Regions from separate parts of the Triticum aestivum genome. Here region 2 is linked to region 1. The links are chromatin contacts, called in public Hi-C maps. All regions are on one chromosome and are shown on one strand. The core of a region is the stretch at or near the end of the contact, and the rest is flanking DNA. Distances in the headings are between cores, read along the strand shown. Region 1 holds the start of LOC123181615 (flavin-containing monooxygenase FMO GS-OX-like 5). Region 2 holds the start of LOC123181616 (oxysterol-binding protein-related protein 1B).

The links. Hi-C and Micro-C count contacts between places; a contact is called where the count stands out from the background.
Region 2: a Hi-C map of leaf shows a contact between it and region 1, with 4 times the contacts expected there. The contact joins the promoter of LOC123181616 here to the promoter of LOC123181615 in region 1. A contact is called at or near these places in 4 of 5 Hi-C or Micro-C datasets (leaf and an unstated tissue).

Annotation. Positions count from the first base shown.
Region 1 is chr1D:301,575,245-301,580,561 of IWGSC CS RefSeq v2.1, forward strand. LOC123181615 (flavin-containing monooxygenase FMO GS-OX-like 5) reads right to left here and starts at 3,477. Exons shown (of 8, transcript XR_006491784.1): 1 at 2,805-3,477; 2 at 2,173-2,270; 3 at 1,931-2,083; 4 at 1,751-1,833; 5 at 1,509-1,644; 6 at 1,235-1,411; 7 at 786-1,039. TRNAG-GCC (transfer RNA glycine (anticodon GCC)) reads left to right here and starts at 586; the gene lies at 586-656.
Region 2 is chr1D:301,887,465-301,892,781 of IWGSC CS RefSeq v2.1, forward strand. LOC123181616 (oxysterol-binding protein-related protein 1B) reads left to right here and starts at 2,916. Exons shown (of 10, transcript XM_044593924.1): 1 at 2,916-3,510; 2 at 4,711-5,064. The coding sequence starts at 3,163.

The DNA of each region.
Region 1 (5,317 bases), core at 2,227-4,726:
GAGCGCTTGTATTGCTGCATGTAGACAACAGAACATAGACAATAAACTTTAATCGGGGAAGCATATGTACTCCTACATTGCAATTATCACTGAAGATAGGGACCATTATATAGATGCTATGTAATTATTATTTTATCCAATTCTCCTAAGCATCACATCAAGGTTTCTACATTGGTAGTGCCCTTCGTTATTGAAAATGAGCGTAAAGCTATAATGTACTATATTAACTTGATAAAAACTTACCGATTATTACGTCGAACTCACAAATGAAAAAACTAATGATATTTAATGGCAGATAATACCAATCAACCAATTATCAATCTCCAACTAAAAAAATCAATTATCAATCTCCATTATAACAATGATGAAGATGAGATGTTGATTATCCTTTATATATTTTTTATCAATCTCATCGAAAAATCACCAGGGCATATCTATCTCCTCCAGAATTAGCTTCTGACCTCTCGGCGTAGGGAGGCTTCAATGGTCCCATACTGAAATGCAGTGGTACTAGTAGGAGAATAAGCTAGCTTCAGTTAAAATTAGCATTGTGAGATATAGACTAATGGTTAATTGCATAGATAAGCACCAGTGGTCTAGTGGTAGAATAGTACCCTGCCACGGTACAGACCCGGGTTCGATTCCCGGCTGGTGCAAAAAATTTTTTTATTGCCTTGAATGATAATATGGAATCCTCAGATGGTGATAAAAGTAATTCACAATCGATTCAAGGTCATGGACATCCCAATTTTGAGCTTGCATGTACAAATTACAGAATTATTTACCTGTAAAATAATTACTGCAATGATTATCACCGCGTCCTGGCAATGAAAATGATAATCACAGTCCACAACATAGATTAGAAGTATTTTTTGAAGTCCTCATTTGCTAGTGCCACCAGACCATCATCATCCCACTCATCGCGGTATCTTTCCGGACGAGCAGCCTTATTCTTCGCATTAGCAGCATACATCAGCTTCCTCCATTCTTCAATAGGTGGATGGCCACATTGCTCCGCGAGCCAATCATCGTATTCGAACTGCAAACAAATCACACTTAGCAGGGGATAACCGATATAGTCGTTTCTAATATACAATGTTGATGTGCAACAGTGCAAGACGCCCACAATTCACAGAAATATGTCATTTTCCGCCAAGAAAAGCTTTGTTAACTAGCTCCCTTAACATGATTTCAAAAAAAAAACTAGCTCCCTTAACATGCATCATTAGGCTACCTGATAACCACCACTGAAGTTGTGGGTATATCTCTTGGGCCATCCACGAGTTTCCAGTCTCGAGTAGATGGCTTTGACATCTTCCATCATTTCATCTTTCGATGGAAGCTTGATCCGTCCAGATAGAATACCGGCGACCCATTTGCTTTGGAGTTCAACCAGTGGAAAAGGGATAACCTGGATGAAACAGAGGCCAGCAAGTTTTAGGTGCTAGAGCATGCAAGGCAGTTATAAGTGCATCTAGACAACAGCAGAAATTTGGACACAAATTGACCTTCCACGGCACTCCGATGAAAGACAGATCAGGAGCCACTTCTATAGGGAAAACATGCTTGTATAATGGATCAACGCAGTTGTCATCCACAGTGATGGTGCTATCATCCCCAAGAAACGGGAAGTCATACAGGTAGCTAGACAACATACAAAGGCAGGGAACACATGATTAGCTTCAACCAATGTAGCAAAATAGGGTGGTTTGTGCAAGAAATATGTTTTAGATATGCTGCATGACTATACCCAGTACAGTGCATGATGACATCCGCTTTGATTGAGCTGCCATCCTGGAACACCACAGTGCCATCTCCCTGTGCATGGTCAATCTGCAAGTAGAACATAATTTTGTTATAACAAGGTAATGGCAGCCCCTTTAACGGATAAAGCCACCATATTCAACTCACCACGGAAAAAGGCATTTACCATGGAATGAAGCCACATGTTGTCATATTCAGGCTGCTGTTCACAAGTGGAAGTCGGCGCTGATCTATCGGCAATATGGACCTCCTTCGCAACGCTTGCAATGTCCCTCGAAATGTCAACTGCACTTGCCGAGGCCCCAATAACGATCACTACCTACCAAGGCAATCCGTACTTCAAGTTCAAGATAGTTTAGCACGACAACTCATGTGTGGGGAAGAAATCATAGTCAGAATCATACTCACTTGATCAAGGAATGGCTCAGGCACACGGTAATTGTGGCTATGCATCTGCTTTCCAGGCCAGGCATCTGCACCTGTCAATGTTGGAAAGTACAGATCACCTGTCAAGTTCACAATTGTTGGTGGATCTGATGACCATAAAATTACAAGTTTGTAACGAAACACTGGACGAGAATTGTCCAAAAAAAACATCAGACAGGCATCTTTCAAGAATTCATCAAGCTTAAGAGTTCAAAATCAAATTTGCTAAACCCTGAATCAGCTGGTTCTTGTCTCTAGATCGTAGGATGCAGATTCTGTTCTGCTCAAGATTTGTACAACATGCAGAGTATCCTAAATCCCTTTTCTTAAAGCATGCTCGAGATCTGTACCACATGCAGATTTTCTTGTTACGATCACTACCTACCCTGCTCGAAATCAGTTTTTTCTTCTTCTCACGGAGCACGAACCGTGTCATTTCTTCATGAAAATTTGCATGCATACAAAAGACACAACATGTACAATGTCAAGATTTCTTTTCTTCTCGATTTTAGAAGTATAATTTGTTGGTTTTTACCGTGTGCTGAGCCTGAACCAGGGTTCAACAAACTATTTCTTCTGCCCAATTACGAGTTGGTTGAGCGGAGAATCATTACCAGGTATGGAGGCGACGCGAGGCTCTGAATAATGGCCATTGCAAACCACGACGGCATCATACAGCTCCTCGTCCTGCTCCCCCTTCTCCCCGAGCTTCCTCGACGTCACCGCCCACCTCCCGCCGGCCTCCCTCCGGACCCCGACCACCTCCGTCTGGAACCGGACGAGCCCGTAAAGGTCGAACCGCTGCGTGAAGTCCTCGAGGTACCGAAGCACCTCCTGGTGGCCGGGGAACCTGCGCGCGTCGACGACGGAGCCGCGCGCCGCGGTGAAGGGGAAGTCGAGGAAGCCCATGACCTCGCGGGGGAGGTTGGTGCGGAGCGAAGCGTAGAGGCTGGAGTGGGTGGCGGCGGCGCCGAGCGGGTCGGCGGCGGCTGCGGGGGCGGGGGAGGCGTAGAGCCAGGTGCCCCCCACGGCGGCGGCGCGCTCGAAGACGACGGGGGCGTGGCCCTCGCGGCGGAGCTCCCGTGCCGCCGCCAGGCCGGCCGCGCCCGCGCCGACGACGGCGAGGCGGAGCGAGGGCGACGGCATGGAGGCGGGCAGGAGAGAGCAAAGAGGCTTGCGGAGCTGGGAGCCGGAATTGGCTTGGATTCGCCGTGCCTCCGCTGGTCTTTTTTCCGTCGAGGAGCCGTGTGCGATCCCGTCTCTGTTGGTTTCGTTCATGTGGGTATCGGCGATTTGGAGGGAAGCGGGCTCTTCTACGCCTCACCAACCGTTTTTAGCTGCTTTTTCGAACGTGGGAGTTCGAGAAAAATGCTAGACATACAAAAAAATACAGGATTTTACAGGCTCTTTCATCTAGTAACCAATCATAAATTTGCCCTCCTTCCTGATTTTCAGGGGGGTGGACCATGTTCTTCACCTATTGACCAATCAAGTTAACCCTCTTTGTAAAACCTTGTAACTCTTTTGTACGTGTAGCGTTACTCGAGTTCGAGAGGGAATCAAATGCCAGGAGTAAAATTTTGTGCAAATTTTCTGAACTTTGTTTTTTTAAAAATACTGTAGCCTTGCAAATTCTCACCAGAATAGTTTATTTTGCATTTTTTTCCTTTCACTGTCAAGTGGCAAGAGTGTTTGGTAGCCTTGCATATTTGCTTCTCTTTGGCCAGATTTATATTGATATTTCCCATTTTGCGACATGGCTTCATGTTTTTTTTCAACCACCGACGCAATCATGCATATTTTGGGGCCAAAGACCACTAGCGCAATCATGCAATCCCTGGAGATCGTCTCACCCACTTAGAGCATGGCCAACAGGAAGGCCAAATGTGCCGCCCTGCAGGCCAGCTAGGTTCGGATGCCATTGTGCTGCCAGGGCAGGTGCCTTGCAGAGAGAGGTACTTCTTCTGCAAGCTTCGGGTGTCTGAGCAGATATGTCGTGCTCCTTCAGAGAAAAGACGGATAAAGAAAATGAAGCATGGCGTGCAGGTTCGTTGACGACAAGTCGTCCGAATCGAACCGTGAGGCGAGTATGGCTTTGCAGCCGAAGCTCGTCCACGTCTAGGGCGCAGGGATGAATCCGCCGTTGAGTCACACCAGATCGACGGCGAACGAGTAGAACTCAATCACGTCTAGGGAACGGGGATGAGTTCGCCCTCGAGTCCCATGCGATATGGGCGGAGCTCTCCCAAGGCGACTTGTGGCCCTCGAGCTCTCTCACAGCTGCTGCATGTTGAGGCCATCACACAGCAGGCGGGCACTTTATTCTCAAATTTGAGAACAAATTAATTTTTTTGTGGTGAGCATCGAAGAGCAGATGGCTGGGCGGAGGATCAGGCGGGGGAAAGGTCGTGAAGAAAAAACAGAAAAAATTGGCTGGTGTCTCTGATAAGGCTAGTTGTGTGTTGGATAAATATGAAATTGACGGTGGTCTCAACTTCACTTGTTGCTATGGTTGGGCTAGGGTGCTGCCATCATAGTTCATGCCAACGGAGGTCACGACTTTAGCCCTCGTGGACATCAAACAACGGTACCTGGCCTTTGGAGGAGGACCATGACAGTGAGGGCATTGGCTAGTTTCTCTTCATTTTGGTTGCTTTTGGAGTTCTTTGAGTTGTCACCAAAAACTCATCTACAATACCTAAATAGTTGATCCCATTAACTGTAATTCTCTGAACATACAACCCTCCATATCATCAATTGTGCCGCATCATCATCCACTAAAACTATTTGGTAGCACATGCATACTCCAATTTAATTGCTCCATCTTCAATGATCTGGTATGCATGCATACTCTCTGTTCACACACAATTATTTAAAAAAATATTTTTTGATTTAGGTCATTTCATTCATACAAAATTGACCAAAATTAATTTTAAAAATCTCAACATGCAGCCCTTGAGATCACCAATTCTGCCACATGCCCACATCATCGTCCACTAAAACTATTTTGTAGCACATGCATCCTCCAATTTAATTGCTCCACCTTCAATAGTCCAGCGTACTTGCATACTCTCTGTTCACACACAAATACTTTAAAAAATAATAGTTTTTGGTTTAGATAATTCCA
Region 2 (5,317 bases), core at 1,666-4,165, 310 kb after region 1:
CCTCCAAGGTGCGCGCCCCCCGCCATATATGCTGGAGGGGGAAGGAAAGAGGAGGGGGAGAAAGGGAAGGGGGAGGCCGAATCCCCCCTTTTCCTTTCTTTTCCCCTCTTTCCTTCTCCTCCTGGTTCATCGCATATGGGGGGCGCACCAGCCCCTTGTGTCTGGTGCGTTTCCCCTCTTGGCCCATAAGGCCCATATCTTTTGCCGGGGGTGCCTGGAACCCCTTCCGGTGACCGGATATGTACCCGGAACCTCCGGAACACTTCCGGTGTTCGAATACCATCGTCCTATATATCAATCTTTACCTCTCGACCATTTCAAGACTCCTCGTCATGTCCGTGATCTCATCCAGGACTCCGAACAACATTCGGTCACCAAATCACATAATTCATATAATACTATATCGTCATCGAACGTTAAGCGCGCGGACCCTACGGGTTAGAGAACTATGTAGACATGACCGAGACACCTCTCCGGTCAATAACCAATAGCAGAACCTGGATGCTCATATTGGCTCCTACATATTCTATGAAGATCTTTATCAGTCGAACCGTTATGACAACATACGTAATTCCATTTGTCCATCGGTATGTTACTTGCCCGAGATTCGATCATCGGTATCTTCATACCTAGTTCAATCTCGTTACCGGAAAGTCTCTTTACTCGTTCCGTAATACATTATCTCGTGACTAACTCTTTAGTTGTTTGCTTGCAAGCTTATGGTGTGTATTACCGAGGGGGCCCAGAGATACCTCTCCGATACTCGGAGTGACAAATCATATCTTGATCTATGCCAACTTAACAGACACCTTCAGAGATACCTGTAGAGCATCTTTATAATCACCCAGTTACGTTGTGACGTTTGATAGCACACAAGGCATTCCTCTGGTATCCGGGGGTTGCATAATCTCATAGTCGAAGGAATATGTATTTAACATGAAGAAAGCAATAGCAATAAAACTGAACGATCATTATGCTAAGCTAACAGATGGTTCTTTTCCATCACATCATTCTCCTAATGATGTGATCCCGTTATCAAATGACAACTCATGTCCATGGTTAGGAAACCTTAACCATCTTTGATCAACGAGCTAGTCTAGTAGAGGCTTACTAGGGACACTACGTTTGTTTATGTATTCACACATGTATTAAGGTTTTCAATCAATACAATTCTAGCATGAATAATAAACGTTTATCATGAATAAGGAAATATGAAATAACAACTTTATTATTGCCTCTAGGGCATATTTCCTTCAGAATTAGCTTGTTCAACAATCTTCGATAGTTATAAGGGATGATTGTTTTTTTTATCTCAACCTCAGCATATTGTGTAAATGATTTCTTTATGATTGATGAATTATTTTGATTTTTAATTTAGGTTTTCGAGAATAAAGACATTTTTTATTTTTGAAAACTTTTTTGAATTTTGTAAACATTTTTCTTAAAATGTGAACAATTTTAAACACATACTCCCTCCGTTTCTAAATATAAGTCTTTGTAGAGATTTCACTATGGACCACATACGGATGTATATAGATGCATTTTGGAGTATAGATTCACTCATTTTGCTCTGTATGTAATCCATAGTGAAATCTGTACAAAGACTTATATTTAGGAGCGGAAGGAGTACATTTCTTCAAATTACTGAACAATTTTTAAGGAATGCATTTTTTAAGGACCCTGATAGGTGCCAGAAGTCAGGTACGAGCACATGGCAACTCCAAATGTTTTCGATGGCAAGTTTAGTTATGCAGGGAAGACAATTTTAGTTGACAAGCATGCACCTTTCGTGCTTCAATTTAGTTTTGACAGAAGTTTACCGTATGTCACTGGAAATTGCCAACCTCGTGTGACTAGAATATGAGAATATCCATCGAAAAATTGTGAACATTTCTAAAAACGCCGGGGCCGGAGTGTCACGCACCTGGCGTGTGACATTTATCATTTGGGGTTTTTTAATTGCGAACATTTCTAAGAAGGTGTAAACATATTTTTTAAATTTTCCAAACATTTTCTCAATAAACTTGAATATTTGTAAAAATTGATGAAAACTTAGAAGAAAATGAAAATTTCAAAAAGCAAAAAAAGAGGGAAAAAGGAAACAAACTGGACCAGAACCTTTTGCAAGGTTCCCAAAACCGGTTAACAACCAGCGAAGAACTATTCTAGAAGGTTGTGAATACCGGAAAAATTGGCCGGCCCAGTTTCAGTCGCTAGCCACAAAAAGAGATAATCAGATAAACGCAGCGAGTGATTTGTTCAGCCAGCTAGCCCGCCATCGTGGGGGAGAGGGAGTCCGGCGGCCTATTCGATCGATCGTTCGTGCGATATCTCGTGGATACAGGTCTTGTCGGTGCACGTGCGGATGTATTGGGTTTCCGGTTAGGCCGGGGCGGTTGCCATGTCTGTCGATCCACCAGGTTGGAGCTAGCTATAGCCACTGGTACAAGACATGGGGTCGGAACGCTCATGCGCGTCGTTGGTCCGCGACAGGAGACGCATGCCGCTGGTCCGTCATCGTAGCCACGGTGCTGGAGGATGACGCCTGGTCCAAGGAAGGTTCGACCGATCGCGGAAACCAGCAAAGCATGGACCACTACTAATTAGCAACAGGAGTATGTAGCTGAGTTGCCAAAGATACACAGTGCTCGGGCTCCTGTTAAGCGCAATTAACGATGGGGAAAGCACATTGACATCTAGAGTACTGTCAAGCGAGCCTACCGTGGAACGCGATGACACGCGACCGCGCAACGCAAGGCGCACGATCGCCCGTCGACACGCGCACCGCGGCACGAACACGATGCTCGCTCCGGTCGACCTGACTCGACCAACCACGCACAGGGCACGCGTCCGGGCTCGGGAGCCGGCGGGAGAGGGACACGAGGATGGAAGGATCGCGCGCTCAAAGATGCCGCTCCAAAAGGGAAGCAGCAGAAGTGAGCGTTAAGCACAAGGCTCTGCGCCTGCGCCGCGCGCATCAGAGTCTCCTCCCTCCCTCCCATTCCCATCTCAACCCACCTCGCCAGCCTCCGCAGCTCTGCTCGCCACCGCAATCGAACGAATCCAATCGACCCACCGCGTGGAGGCGCTTCTATAGGCGGAGCGGCCAATAAACAAGTCCAGATGGGGACGCCAGCGCCGTGAGAGCGGGCGGAGGCGACGATGCGGGCCAGGGAGATGCACCCGCTCTGCTGCCTCGCAGCGGACTACTGCCCCGGGGGCGGCGGCGCCGCCGAGGACGACGACGGGGACTGCTCCCCGCCGCCCGCGGACGGAGCGGCGGTGGCGGGGGTGCTGCACAAGTGGACCAACATCGGCAGGGGCTGGCGCCCGCGCTGGTTCGCGATCCGCGGCGGCGTGCTCGCCTACTCGAAGATCCGCCGCCGCGTCGCGGCGGAGGAGACGCCGCCGCCGCCGCCGGCCGAGCTCGCCGTGGGCGCGGGCGTCAGGGTGATCGGGGGCGCGGACCGCGGCGCCGGGGAGCGGCCCATCGGATTCGTCCATCTCAAGGTCTCGTACCATCTCCGCCCCCTCCGTTTCCCGTCCGCTACGCTACCATGATCCCATTGCTTACATAGATAGCTTCCACACAACTCGCACCAGTAGCGAAACATCGAGCGGTTCGTTCCGGAGGGCGCAGCGCATTTCATCTGGCCGGCGATTCAACTATTTTTAGTTTCCCCAGCGATTTCGTAGGTCTTTTTTTTCTTCTCATTACCAAAACGAGTTGGTATTTCCGCGTCGCTCGGATCGGAACAGTTGAACTGTAAAGCGACCCCGTGCTCCCCGGCGCCCCCCGCGAGCGCGCATCGGCAGCCGCACATCGTCGCGATCTGCGGCGGAGATTTTCTTGCAGCCGGGGCTATCTGTCGCTTGTGTCGGATAAAGAGAGAGAGATGCCTTGCTTGGACTGTAGCTGGCTTTTCGCTAGCCGCGGCGAGGATCGGCTACTAGTGCGGAGTGTGAAACAACAGTGTCTGCATCGGCGTGCTACAGAGGCGACCTTGTCGCCGCGCGCGCTCAGGGGAGGAGGGGCCGACAGCCGACTGGCCGGCCGGCGAGATGCTTTAATTCGCGGCACGCGGATGCCCGGCTCTCCCAGCTGTATTTTGTTCAAATGGCACGGCTCCGGCCTATCTGTATTTTGTACAAGGGAGAATAATGGCCGGGCCGATGGGTTGGCGCCTCGGTTTGTGTCGTATTAGATGGATGTCCGTGAGTTTGCTGGGAACGTGGGGGTGGTACGGAGCATCTGTCCATATACCCATTTGAAGGAGCCTTGCCATTTTTCCTTCCCTGATGAGCGGTCTCTTGTCCTTGGCTGCTGCTTGAGTCAGCGTCCTTTATGTGCGCCGGTCCTTTAGATGATAACTGATCAAGTTCTTATCTATAGATGCAACAGTGTGAAATGATATGGCATTACAGTGCTGGGAGGATTCAATAATCATTTGAGTATATGGATTACTCTTCATTGCTCATTATTGGATTTTACATCCTAGGAGACTGATCAAAATATTGTGTTGGAAGGAACTGAAGTATCTGTTGTCGTTGGTCTATACCAACGTGTAATCACCGCATGAATATGTAGATAGCATGGGGCATCACTGTTTTCAACTATAATTTGTGTGCCTTGAACACAAGGGCTTATACTTTTGGCTTAAAGTGCCGGTCTGGTTGCTAATTTTTGTAATTCTTTTGAACTGTTTGTAGATCTCATCATTTAGTGAAAGTAAATCAGATGACAAACGGTTCTATATCATTACCCCAACCAAGACACTTCAGCTGAGGACAGGTTGCGTTAAGGACCGTGTCGCTTGGATTGAAGCACTTGTTTCAGCGAGAAGTGAATATTCTCTTGGTGGTATTTTACCAAGTGACCGGAATGGTGGATCATTTTCTACAGAAAAGCTAAGAGATCGCTTGCATGCTGAAGGTGTTGGTGCAGAAATTGTTAAAGACTGTGAGCAGATTGTTCATTCAGAATTTTCACAGTATCACGTACAGATGAAGCAGCGTTGTGAATCGTATTTAAGCTTTATCGGCAGTCTTCCACGGGAACTTGAGGTAATGCTTCTTGGAACCCTGTGATTAGACTAGACAAATCATGCACTTTTTGGTAGGCTTTCTCTTTTTCTTCAAGCAAATAACGGCGAAGGAACTTGATGGTCATACTGACCAACTTTAGTGACGAATGTACATTAAGAACTTGCGGAGCCCTCTTTAGAACTATATATATATATTATATATATATATATATATATATATATATATATATACACACAATTGATGTTCTTAGTTGTGCCAAAAGATGACTGGA